Regions from separate parts of the Bos taurus genome. Here region 2 is linked to region 1. Evidence: chromatin contacts called from public Hi-C data. All regions are on one chromosome and are shown on one strand. Each heading gives the region's core, a stretch centred on a gene start, on an enhancer-like site or on the middle of the called end of the contact. The rest is flanking DNA. Distances are from core to core; before and after follow the strand shown.

Region 1 (5,149 bases), core at 1,456-3,955:
GAATTTCCCTTTTCTGTGACCTATCCATGTTCTTTGCCCATTTTTTCCTTTTAGTCGTTTTACAGCAACGTAAAGAGGAAACTAGCCCTTCGTCATACATGTCGCCAAAGTTCTTCCCAGTACGTCAGCCGATTTTTTATTTTGCTTATGGTAGTTTTTATGTGCAGAAAACTTTAATGCTTTCATTTATGGCTTCTAGATTTGGTGTGTTCTTTTTCAACTTAAATAAGTTTATTTAAATATTTACTTATTTGGCTATGCCAGCAATCAGTTATGGCACACGGGATCTTTATTTACAGCATGTGAACTCTCAGTTGCGACATGTCCCCTGCATCGAGAGCAAGGAGTCTTAGCCACTGGACCATCAGGAAAGCCCTGGCTTCTGGGTTTTTATGTCACGCTTAGGTAGGCTTTTATTAATATCATTGAGATTATTTTTCAATTATCCCATGTTTTCTTCTATTACTTTCATGATTTTGCTTTTTCCATTAAGATTTTGGCTTCCTAGATGTCTCAGTGGTAAAGAATCCACCTCCCAGTGCAGGAGACACAGGAGACTCAGGTTCTATCCCTGGGTCAGGAATATCCCCTGGAGGAAGACATGGCAACCCACTTCAGTATTCCTGCCTGGAGAATCCCATGGACAGAGGAGCCTGGTGGGCTTACTGTCCATGAGGCCACAAAGAGTTAGACGCAACTGAGCAAGCACACATTCAGTAAACTTATTTTGTTGTTATAAGTCCTTAAAATATCAAAAACATCAAAACAAACAAAAAAGCCAAAGAAAAGATAAAGGTTCAAAAAACTATTTAAGCTCACAGTGTTATAATTTGGGCATTACAAGTAACAAGAGGATGCAGTAAAATACTCCATTCTCCAATGACCACCACCCAGTTCCGCTGCTGTGTACACAGAAGCACAAATGATTTTAACATATAAACAACCCTGAAAGCATCCTGACCAAGTGAATGGAATGGACCTGAGCAGAAAAGTACTGGAAGAATATTTAATGCCCTAAAGACCTCTGAAAATTTCCAAATACAGCCAGAACATACTTGTTCTCCTACCTCAGAGGTGTGTTGGGCAAGGGGGGCAGCGTGGTTTTCAAGTGAAAGGTGGGCGCCTGGACCTCAATAAACAATATGATGACTTTCTAAGTTTTTTTTCTTATTCAGGAATAGGGGCAAGAATAAGGGATATGTATTCATTTCAATTAGACACAGTCTCTGATCCTAACATTCCAGATGTTAAAAACTGACATCAGTATTTAAGGGAAGGAGATTTGTCCTGTGAATTCCCGGTCAAGTCGACCTCCTTGAGCCTCACAGTTCTCATGACTAAAACGGAGACGAGGATACCTATCTTGCAGGATTAGAGTAAAACCTAAATGAAGTAACGTTTGTTAGGGGCTTAACACAGTGCCAGACACCAAACAGATGCCCAGAAACACGTAGCTATAACTGCAATGGCTGGTCAGCTGCTGGGCACCAGGTTCTAATTCGAACTTCTGCTTCTCTGTCCTGGGGAGGGGCACTGATTTCCTAATCTGGCGAGATAATTTCTATGGAAGTGGCCAGACTGCTGGCTAAACCTTTCCTTCTGAAGTTGCTGCCTCTGGTCCACCGTATGGGCGCCACACTCACGCTCTAATCTGATCCTCGTGGTAAAAGATGTCCTGGGTGGGAGATTTAGCTTTGCCATATCGCAAGCGAGGCCTTCGGAAGACCGGCTCCCGCAGCGGAGGGAAGGCGTTATATACGTCAAACCAAAGGGGTTTCTCCTTCAACACCCCAGCCCGAATCAGGTCTCGCGTCCTGAAGGAAGAGTAAAGAACAAACGTCAGTAAGTGACAACAGCCTGTCTGAGCCCCTGATGCAGTCTGAGACACTGGCAGGGTCGCGGAGTCCAGAAGACAACCGGAAGGAGGGCAGAGCAGGGGGTCCCCTACCTGCTAGATGGTAAAATGTTTCCAAACTCCAAACCAACCAAACAGTGCTCAGGGTTAATCCACCTTCTCATGTGCGTTCCACTCCCCTCGCCTCATCCACGTCCAATCAAGGAAAATGCAAAGACTGTTCTGACCAGACCCAACGGCCCCATCCTCCCTTATTTTTCCCAGAGACCTCCACTTGGAGCCCGGCTGGTAAAGAATCCGCCTGCAATGCAGGAGACCCCGGTTCGATTCCTGGGTCGGGAACATCCCCTGCAGAAGGGACAGGCTACTCATTCCAGTATTCTTGGGCTTCCCTGGTGGTTCCGATGGTAAAGAATCCGCCTGCAATGCGGGAGACCCAGGTTTGATACCTGGGTTGGGAAGATTCCCTGCAGAAGGGGAAAAGGCTACGCAACACACTCCAGTATTCTGGCCTGGAGAATTCCATGGACTGTGTAGTCCAAGGGGTCGCAGAGTCGGACACGACTGAGACTTTCACTTCACTTTCCACTTGGAGAGCGGAAAGGTGCGATCTTGAACGTGCGAGCTAAGAAATTCAAGCGGTGACGCAGCCAAGCACAATTTTTCAGAAGCAGGACAAAGCACGAGAAAAGCCTGGCCAGGATCAGACCCACCCAAAAAAGGGCGTAAAAGGGGGAGACGCGCTCGCGCCCTCGGCACACCCTCGGCTCCGAGCACGCACCGCGTGAAAATGCTCCCCACGGTTTCCAGCCGGCTCCCCGCCATGCCTGGGGCCTTAGATCCCGCGCTGTGCCTGTACCGGAACCGGAAGCGCCCGCGGCAGGCAAAGTGGGCGAAAGTCGCGGGTCGAGCCACCGATCGCAGTGCCCGGGTTGCGGCTCGAACGGGAGGGCGGGGCCAGGCGGAAGCAAAGGATGGCCGAATCGCCGCACCCTCGGCTACTCGCCAGGCTCAGACGGGAGCACTCGATAGCCGAGCCGCCAGGGCGGGAGAGAGCCAAAGCCGGGCAAAAGCAATACATGACCGATCCAGGAGAGGGCTTATTTGTCGCTTTACCCTTTCTGGCCACCTCTGCTCTTGAAGGAGCCAGGGAAGATGATGGGGAGGGAGTAGGGAAACGCAGCCTAGGTCCTGGGGGAGCCAACAAGGCCAGGAATTCGTAAGGCGGAGATCAGAGATCACCAGCTCTAGGCTCAGTCTGCGTCTCATTTTGGTTGGAGTCACATGTGGTGACCCAAGGACGGAAGAGCAGATAACTAAGGAGGGTCTTGGAACGCAGGAACGGAAAAACCAGACCCTAATCGTCCTTCGCTCCCCCATGGTGTAACTATTAATGGAGCAGTATAACCTGTCTCTCCTCCTACCCGGTAGGGAGGAGGCATTTGCCCTACTCTTTCCCCCACCCAGTATAGGAGCCTCATCCAATCAGCAAATGGCCCGCAAGACCCCTAGCGCACTCCTTGTACCCTGGCTATAAAAGTGGACTGAGGACCCCCCATTCAAGGTCGGTTCCCCCTTGAATTGGCCCCCTGTTCTAACAGCATCTCCCACTCTAATAAGCTTTATTCTTTTTTCATTCTGTCTCATGTCTGGAAATTCTTTTCCAACCCGCGCCGGGACCACGATATCACAGTCTACGCAGAGGGAAACCGAGCCCCGAGGAGGGACGTCACCTGACCAGGGTCACTCTGGAGCCCAATCCTCCTTCCTGCGTCTCCTGCCCTTAAGCGCTCCCCACTAAACCCTTTGGCCCTGAAGCGCCACCTGCATCCGCTCGCTGCAGACAGCTGGTGTTTTCTCCCCGGGAGGCGTCGCTAGCTAGCTGCTCCTTGGAGCTTGAAAAGTGAAAGTGTCCGGAACAAACAAATTCCGAGTAGGAAGCTCAAAAATCTGGGGGAAATACACTCTCAGGATAACCTTTTAGCCCAATAATCATACTTTGCGTAAAGGATCCTGTAGAAATTAAAGCACAATTTCACAAGGATATTTGTGCAAGGACTGTCGCTGCAGCCGGAGAAGGCAATGGCAGCCCACTCCAGTACTCTTGCCTGGAAAATCCCATGGACGGAGGAGCCTGGTAGGCTGCAGTCCATGGGGTCGCAAAGAGTCGGACATGACCGAGCGACTTCACTTTCAGTTTTCACTTCCATGCATTGGAGAAGGAAATGGCAACCCACTCCAGTGTTCTTGCTTGGAGAATCCCAGGGACGGAGGAGCCTGGTGGGCTGCGGTCTACAGGGTCGCACAGAGTCGGACACGACTGAAGCGACTTAGCAGCAGCAGTCGCTGCAGCATTGTTTGTAATGCACCCTCCCATCCATCGAATGGGAAATGGCTGGAAAACTATGCTTCATGTAATCTATGGAGTCTTATGCAGCTATTAAAACCAACGAGCTAGATCCACATGTATTGCTGTAGATGATGCCCATGACCTACTGTAAAGTGAAAAGGAACTTGCAGAGAAGCGTCTTTAACCTGTTAAAAGGAGAATGTTTTCCAGTGTTTGTGTTTGTATGCAGATAGAAACTATGTGGAAAGGCACCCATGGGCTGTGAAAGTTGATCATCTCCAGTGAGATTGCAGGAGGGGAAGGGAGATTTTTTTTCTTTATGTATCCTTCAGAGTTTGACCTGTGAAGAGTCTATATTCATGGGTGTTTTTTTTTTTTTTTTAAGACAGAGGTCTTCTGGGGAGGTGGGGGGCGGCTGTGCTGGGTCTTCATTGGTGTGTGGGCTTTTCTCTGGTTGCAGCTGAGTAGGGGCTACTCAGTGGGCTTCTCGTTCTGCGGCATCTCTTGCTGTGGAACACAGGCTCTAGGGCGTTCAGGCTTCAGTCGTTGCAGCTCCTGGGCTCCAGAGCACAGGCTCAGCAGTCGTGGCACACGGGCTTAGTTCCTCCCACGCGTGTGGGATCTTCCCAGGCCAGGGATCAAACCCGTTTCCCCTGCATTGGCAGTGGATTCTTCACCACTGAGCCGCCAAGCGAAGCCCCTGTGTTCATTTCTGAACTTCTGAATCTAAGGGAAAATCTCTTGGAAGAGGGCAGCAGAGGATGAGATGGTTGGATAGCATCACCTATTCAGTAAGCATGAACTTGGGCAAACTCCGGGAGATAGGGACAGGGAGGACTGGCGCGCTGCAGTCCACGGGGTCGCAAAGAGTCAGACATGACTTAGTCAACTGAACAACGACAAATCCAAGGAAATGTTTTGAATCACGTACATACAAGCTATCT
Region 2 (5,149 bases), core at 738-3,237, 150 kb after region 1:
TATCGACATGAGGGGAATGTAGATGTTAGGAGCAAGGGGTATTACACAAGAATGCAATTCAACACTTTAGCCCATTCTGAACAAAACAGTTGGAATTAAAAAATGAAAAGATTGTACTGAATAAAGGAAAACTGTATACAACATGGGTTCTACAAAAAAGTGTCACCAATCATCTTATGTACGAGAGCGAGATCTGCTATGACGGGGAGAATAGCGTGGTGATCCTCTGCTTCTCCTTGGGGAATAACTTCGACTCCTGCTGTTGCTTCTGCTACGGCTTCTGCTACGACTACGGCTTCGAGATCGAGATCTTCCATAACTTGGACTTCTGGGCCCATCAACTTTAACCCGGATGTAGGCAGTTTCTCCCTATTGAATAGACAGAACTTTCGATTGAAAGATCTAAGCTTTCACCTGTCTTCAGGCATGCTGAATGAATACAACGTATTTAAACCAGAGGCACTTTACTGGGTTTACTTGGACACCCTTGCCCGAATCTTACCTTCAAATTCCACAGTTAAGACCACTGTATCCAATTCTGGCCAATAAAAAGAATAAGTGTATAACCTACCTCATGAGATCTAAACTTAGTGTTATCCAGTTTTCGAACTGCATAGGTCATATCTTCTTTCCGTACAAACTCCACGACACCAGTGCCATCTCGGTAAACATCAGCATAACATACATCACCTGCTTCACGCATGTGATCCTTTAAATCCTGCCAGCTTCCACTTGGAGGCAGTCCTGAAAAAGATTTTTTTCAACAATTATTCTAGTATTTCACATTAAAGTTAAAATTTACATTAGAACCAAGACTACTTTAAAATTAATGATTAGTTTTAACATCCTAGGTTAAAGATTCAAAATTCTAGAATTAAAAGCCGCAAATTATTTGGAAAGTAACTTTCTTCATATTCTAGGCATTGCAATCTAATTCGCCAAATCTCAAATACAGTAATTCCTGGTTACTGAATTCATCCATGCGACTAAAATAATTTAAGACCTAGCATGAAAACTAGCATTTGTCAAACTGGTCATGCAAGTAAAGTTTAAAGTGTGGTATCTGTCCAAAAGTGACATCAACCCGCACGAACGGTCAACTCACCAGAGACAACCACTCTGTTTTCAGAACGCCTGGATGGGGGGCCATAGCGGCCCCGGGGAGCCCCGCCACCTCCACCCCCGCCGCCGCCTCGGCCTGTACCACGGCCGCTTCGAGGAAACTCCACCCGCAGACGATATCCATCGTAATCATAGCCGTCGCGACCGTACACCGCGTCTTCCGCATCCCTGCGTGATTACAGAAAGCCGAAGGGTAAGAAAAAGGACCGGGAGGGGTGGCTAACTCCGTCGGGGAGCTCACAGAGCCCCGCACATGCGCACCGGGGGTGGAAGAGCCCACATGCGCTGCATAATAGCAACGGCCCCTCCCCCACCCAGAAGTACACCAGGCTCCCGACCACTACAGCAGCCCTCAGCGCCTCAGTTTCCCGCTCCGAGCCCGCGAGCCGGCTCTGGAGACGCCCGGGGGACCCAGTCACCAGAGAAACCTCACCGCCTCGGCTCCTCGCTTCACTCGTGCACGGGCGATTCGTCTTGCTCCCAACCTCAGAGCCCACGTCCCCATTCTCTCTAAGGCCTTGGAGCATTCCCCAACTACTCCAACCTATATCCTCAAGGCCGCAAGTCCCTGGCCGCCTCACCGCGGGTCCTCGAACTCAACGAAGGCGAAGGGCGGTCCTCCGCGGCGATTCTTCAGGTCGATGTCGCGGATAGCACCGTATTTGTAGAACACGTCCTCAATGTCCTTGGTTCGGATGTCTGGAGGTAAGTTCCCTACGTAGATGCGGCAGTCGTTGTTCCCTGCCGGGCCACGAATCACACCACCTCCCGACATGGCGGCGACGAAAAGCGCGGACTCGAGAACAGGCCTTCCCACCAAGCCTAGCGAACGGCAGAGCGAGCCCGCCGCGACACCACGTCTCCCGCGGCCCCTCCAAAATGGCGCCTTTATCAGCTCGGCGCACGGATATGGGGGGGAGGGAGGAAGAGAAGCGGGAGGAAGCAGCTATTCGATCTCACTGCGCACGCGCAAGAGCGTAACGGGTGTGCTGCGAAAGGGACGCTGGCACACGCGCGACGTCACCCTCCGCGCGAAGGGAAAAAAGTTCCCGCGTTCCCGTTGTGCCGAGAGCTTTGCAAAGGGACTGACCAGCCATGTGGTAAAGATTTAGGGCAGAGCACTTGTAAAAGAGGGTTATTAATCTTGTCGAGTCCTAAAGAATAATCAATTTTCCCAGGAATAAGTCTCTTAAAGCAAAGGCGCTTTGGAAGGATTTTATGAAACCTAGCCTATAGCTTTATCCCACCATGCTCTGCGGTGTTAACGGCCTTGGGCGGGAAAGACGCCCCCGGGGGCGGAGTCAAAGGGGGAGGGACCGGGCGGTTGCTCCGGAAACGGGGGCGTCTTAGGAGACTGCGCCCAGTTCGGGACTCGGCGTTGTCTGTGATTCTGTGCGGAGGCAAGCCATCATTTTGTGTTTCCGCCCCGTCTCCTGTGAACCTGTGCGCTGCCTAGAGGACTGTGTAATATAGGGGAACCGAGCTTAGATTCCTCAGATTCTACATCAAGTACCGTCCTACCTTCGGTTCAGCACAGAGCTTTGTATATATTTAATAACTACATTCAACATTGCTTGTGTTAGTGGCGGCGATTCCTGCTCTGACCAATCGGTGGTGGTACCACCTGGGACCCAGATCTCTGTTTCTTTTTTTCACCGCCTATTACTAGGCCCAACGCATCGGAAAGGTGCATTGAAGGTTGCAGAATGAATTGTGCCTGTTACTTCTCCATCCCTTTTCAAAGAACGAGAAAAAACACGCGCGCCTGCCTGTGTGTATGCAGAATCTTGAAGTTCCTTCCTTTTTTGAACTCATTAGCAGGCCTCTCAAGTAATATGAATGAGCCCAATGAACTTGTGAGAACTACTGTGGCCGCTGAAGACCACAGTTGCTGCTCTGGACTGATCTGCTAGTGTACTGGTCTAGGGAGATTAGGACTTCCTACATTTTTTCCTATAGAGACATCTATCTGAAATCTGGATTTTTTATGTGAAATGCTGGGACCTTAAATTATTAGTGATGAATTCAAGTTAAAACAACAAATCTGCAGTCAATAAATATGCTAAAACAGATCTGCATCCTAAGTGTAAGGATGATTTTCTTCAGTTGATGTATTTATTTGTAACAGTCCGTCTCCTCAGGGATGTAAGGCAGTTTATAAAGATACTATAAAACATTATTAAAACTAGGTGGAGAAATCTAGGTGCCTTTGAAATTAAAAAAAAAAGATTGTTTAGAAGTCATGTTTTTAGTTCTGTAAGTTGATTGAATATATTTTAGTAAATGTTTCTCAGTAATTCCAAAATACAAATTTAATTTGCTCTTCAGCAGATCCATGGAGGATCTTTGGTAGTCCTTAAAAATTTCTGTGATAGTTGACAAAATTTTGTGTATGTGTGTGTGTACTTTTTTGTCTGTCCTTTAAATCATCCTTCATTGACATATTTTATGTATTGCCTTTTTATTTTTTAAATACTTATCTATTTTTAGTTGGTTGATGATTGGTTTATAATATTGGTTTGATTTCTGTCATACATCAACATGAATTAACCATAGGTGTATACTTGTCTCCTCCCTCTTGAATCTCCCTTCTACCCAGTCCCACCCCTCTAGGTTATTACAGAGTCCTGGTTTGAGTTCCCTGGGTCTTATAGTAAATTCCCATTGGCTCTCAATTTACATATGTTAGTATATATTCATCCATGCTACTGTCTCCATTTATTTCACCCTCTCCCTCATCTCCTCACCCTTGTCCATAAGTTTGTTCTCTATGTCTGCGTCTCCATAGCTGCTCTGCAAACAGATTTATCAGTACCGTCCTTTTAGATTCCATATATATGTGTTAATATACAATATTTGTTTTTCTCTTTCTTAGTTACTTAACTCTGTATAATAGGTTCTAGGTTCATCCACCTCATTAAAACTGACTCAAATGCCTTCACTGACATATTTTTAAACTGGGCTTGTAATTTAGAAAGAGAAGACCCTGGGAATTCCCTGGCAGTCCAGTGGTTAGGACTCCAGCTTCCACTGCAGGGGGCACTGGATTCATCCCTGATTGGGAAATTAAGATCCCAAATGCCAAGGCGTGACCAAGAAAGAGAGCGAGAAGACCCTGATAATTTTTAAAATGAGAAGCTGACCAAAAGGGACACTGTTTCAACAGATGTACTCAATAGTTATTTACTGAACACAGTTTCTTTCTAACTTTATCCATCCATTTATGATTATACAGGTTGATTTTCTGTTGATTAATGTTAAATCAGTAATAACTGCAGTGATTTAAACATAGGTGCTTTTAATTTCAGGTATTTTAATTCCAGAAAATAAGAAAGCCACAAATTTAATTTGATTTGTTTTCGTCCAGTTTGGTGGCTCAGATGGTAAAGCATCTGCCCGCAACGCAGGAGACCCGGGTTGGATTCCTGGGTTGGGAAGATCCCTTGGAGAAGGAAATGGCAACCCACTCCAGTAGTCTTGCCTGGAAAATCCCATGGACAGAGGACCCTGGTAGGCTACAGTCCATGGGGTCACAAAGAGTCGGACACGACTGAGCGACTTCCCTTTCTTTTCTTTCTGTCCAATTTAATGCAGTCATTTCTGATTTTGTTCAGTTTAGAGAAATACAAAGTAGAATTTAATAGAGTGAATAGAACATTCTTGTTTCTTTATTGGCCTGTTGTATTTGAGTGTAACCAAATTATAGGTTCTGAGGTCTATGACCAAGGTCATGGATGGCTGTTTATCAAGGTCTCCCAGGATGATACTAGCTTGGAGATTATTACATTAAGAGTGTGATCTTATACTATCAGTGTCCCAGAGTTTTCTGGCATGCTTTAGTCCAGAAGAGTAAAAAACAAGAAAGCAAGTAAACCAAACCATTTGTTCATTTGTTGGTGGCAGAGGGTGAAGCAGATTGATTTTTGGTAACGGGGATGATCAGATTGTACATGCCAAGAAAACACTTCGTCAGGTCTAGAAAGCAAGTCAGGAAGTTTCATAAGTAAGTGAGGAATCAAAACAAAAT

Evidence for each region. Hi-C and Micro-C count contacts between places; a contact is called where the count stands out from the background.
Region 2: a Hi-C map of skin fibroblasts shows a contact between it and region 1, with 5 times the contacts expected there. The contact joins the promoter of SRSF1 here to the promoter of MRPS23 in region 1. A contact is called at or near these places in 7 of 11 Hi-C or Micro-C datasets (blastocyst, blood, liver and 3 more).

The regions. Positions count from the first base shown.
Region 1 is chr19:8,657,453-8,662,601 of ARS-UCD2.0, forward strand. It overlaps MRPS23 (mitochondrial ribosomal protein S23), which reads right to left and starts at 2,706. Exons shown (of 5, transcript NM_001046192.2): 1 at 2,637-2,706; 2 at 1,644-1,814. The coding sequence starts at 2,680.
Region 2 is chr19:8,807,821-8,812,969 of ARS-UCD2.0, forward strand. SRSF1 (serine and arginine rich splicing factor 1) reads right to left here and starts at 1,988. Exons shown (of 4, transcript NM_001076394.1): 1 at 1,704-1,988; 2 at 1,106-1,290; 3 at 572-744; 4 at 1-369. The coding sequence starts at 1,897. The coding sequence ends at 175.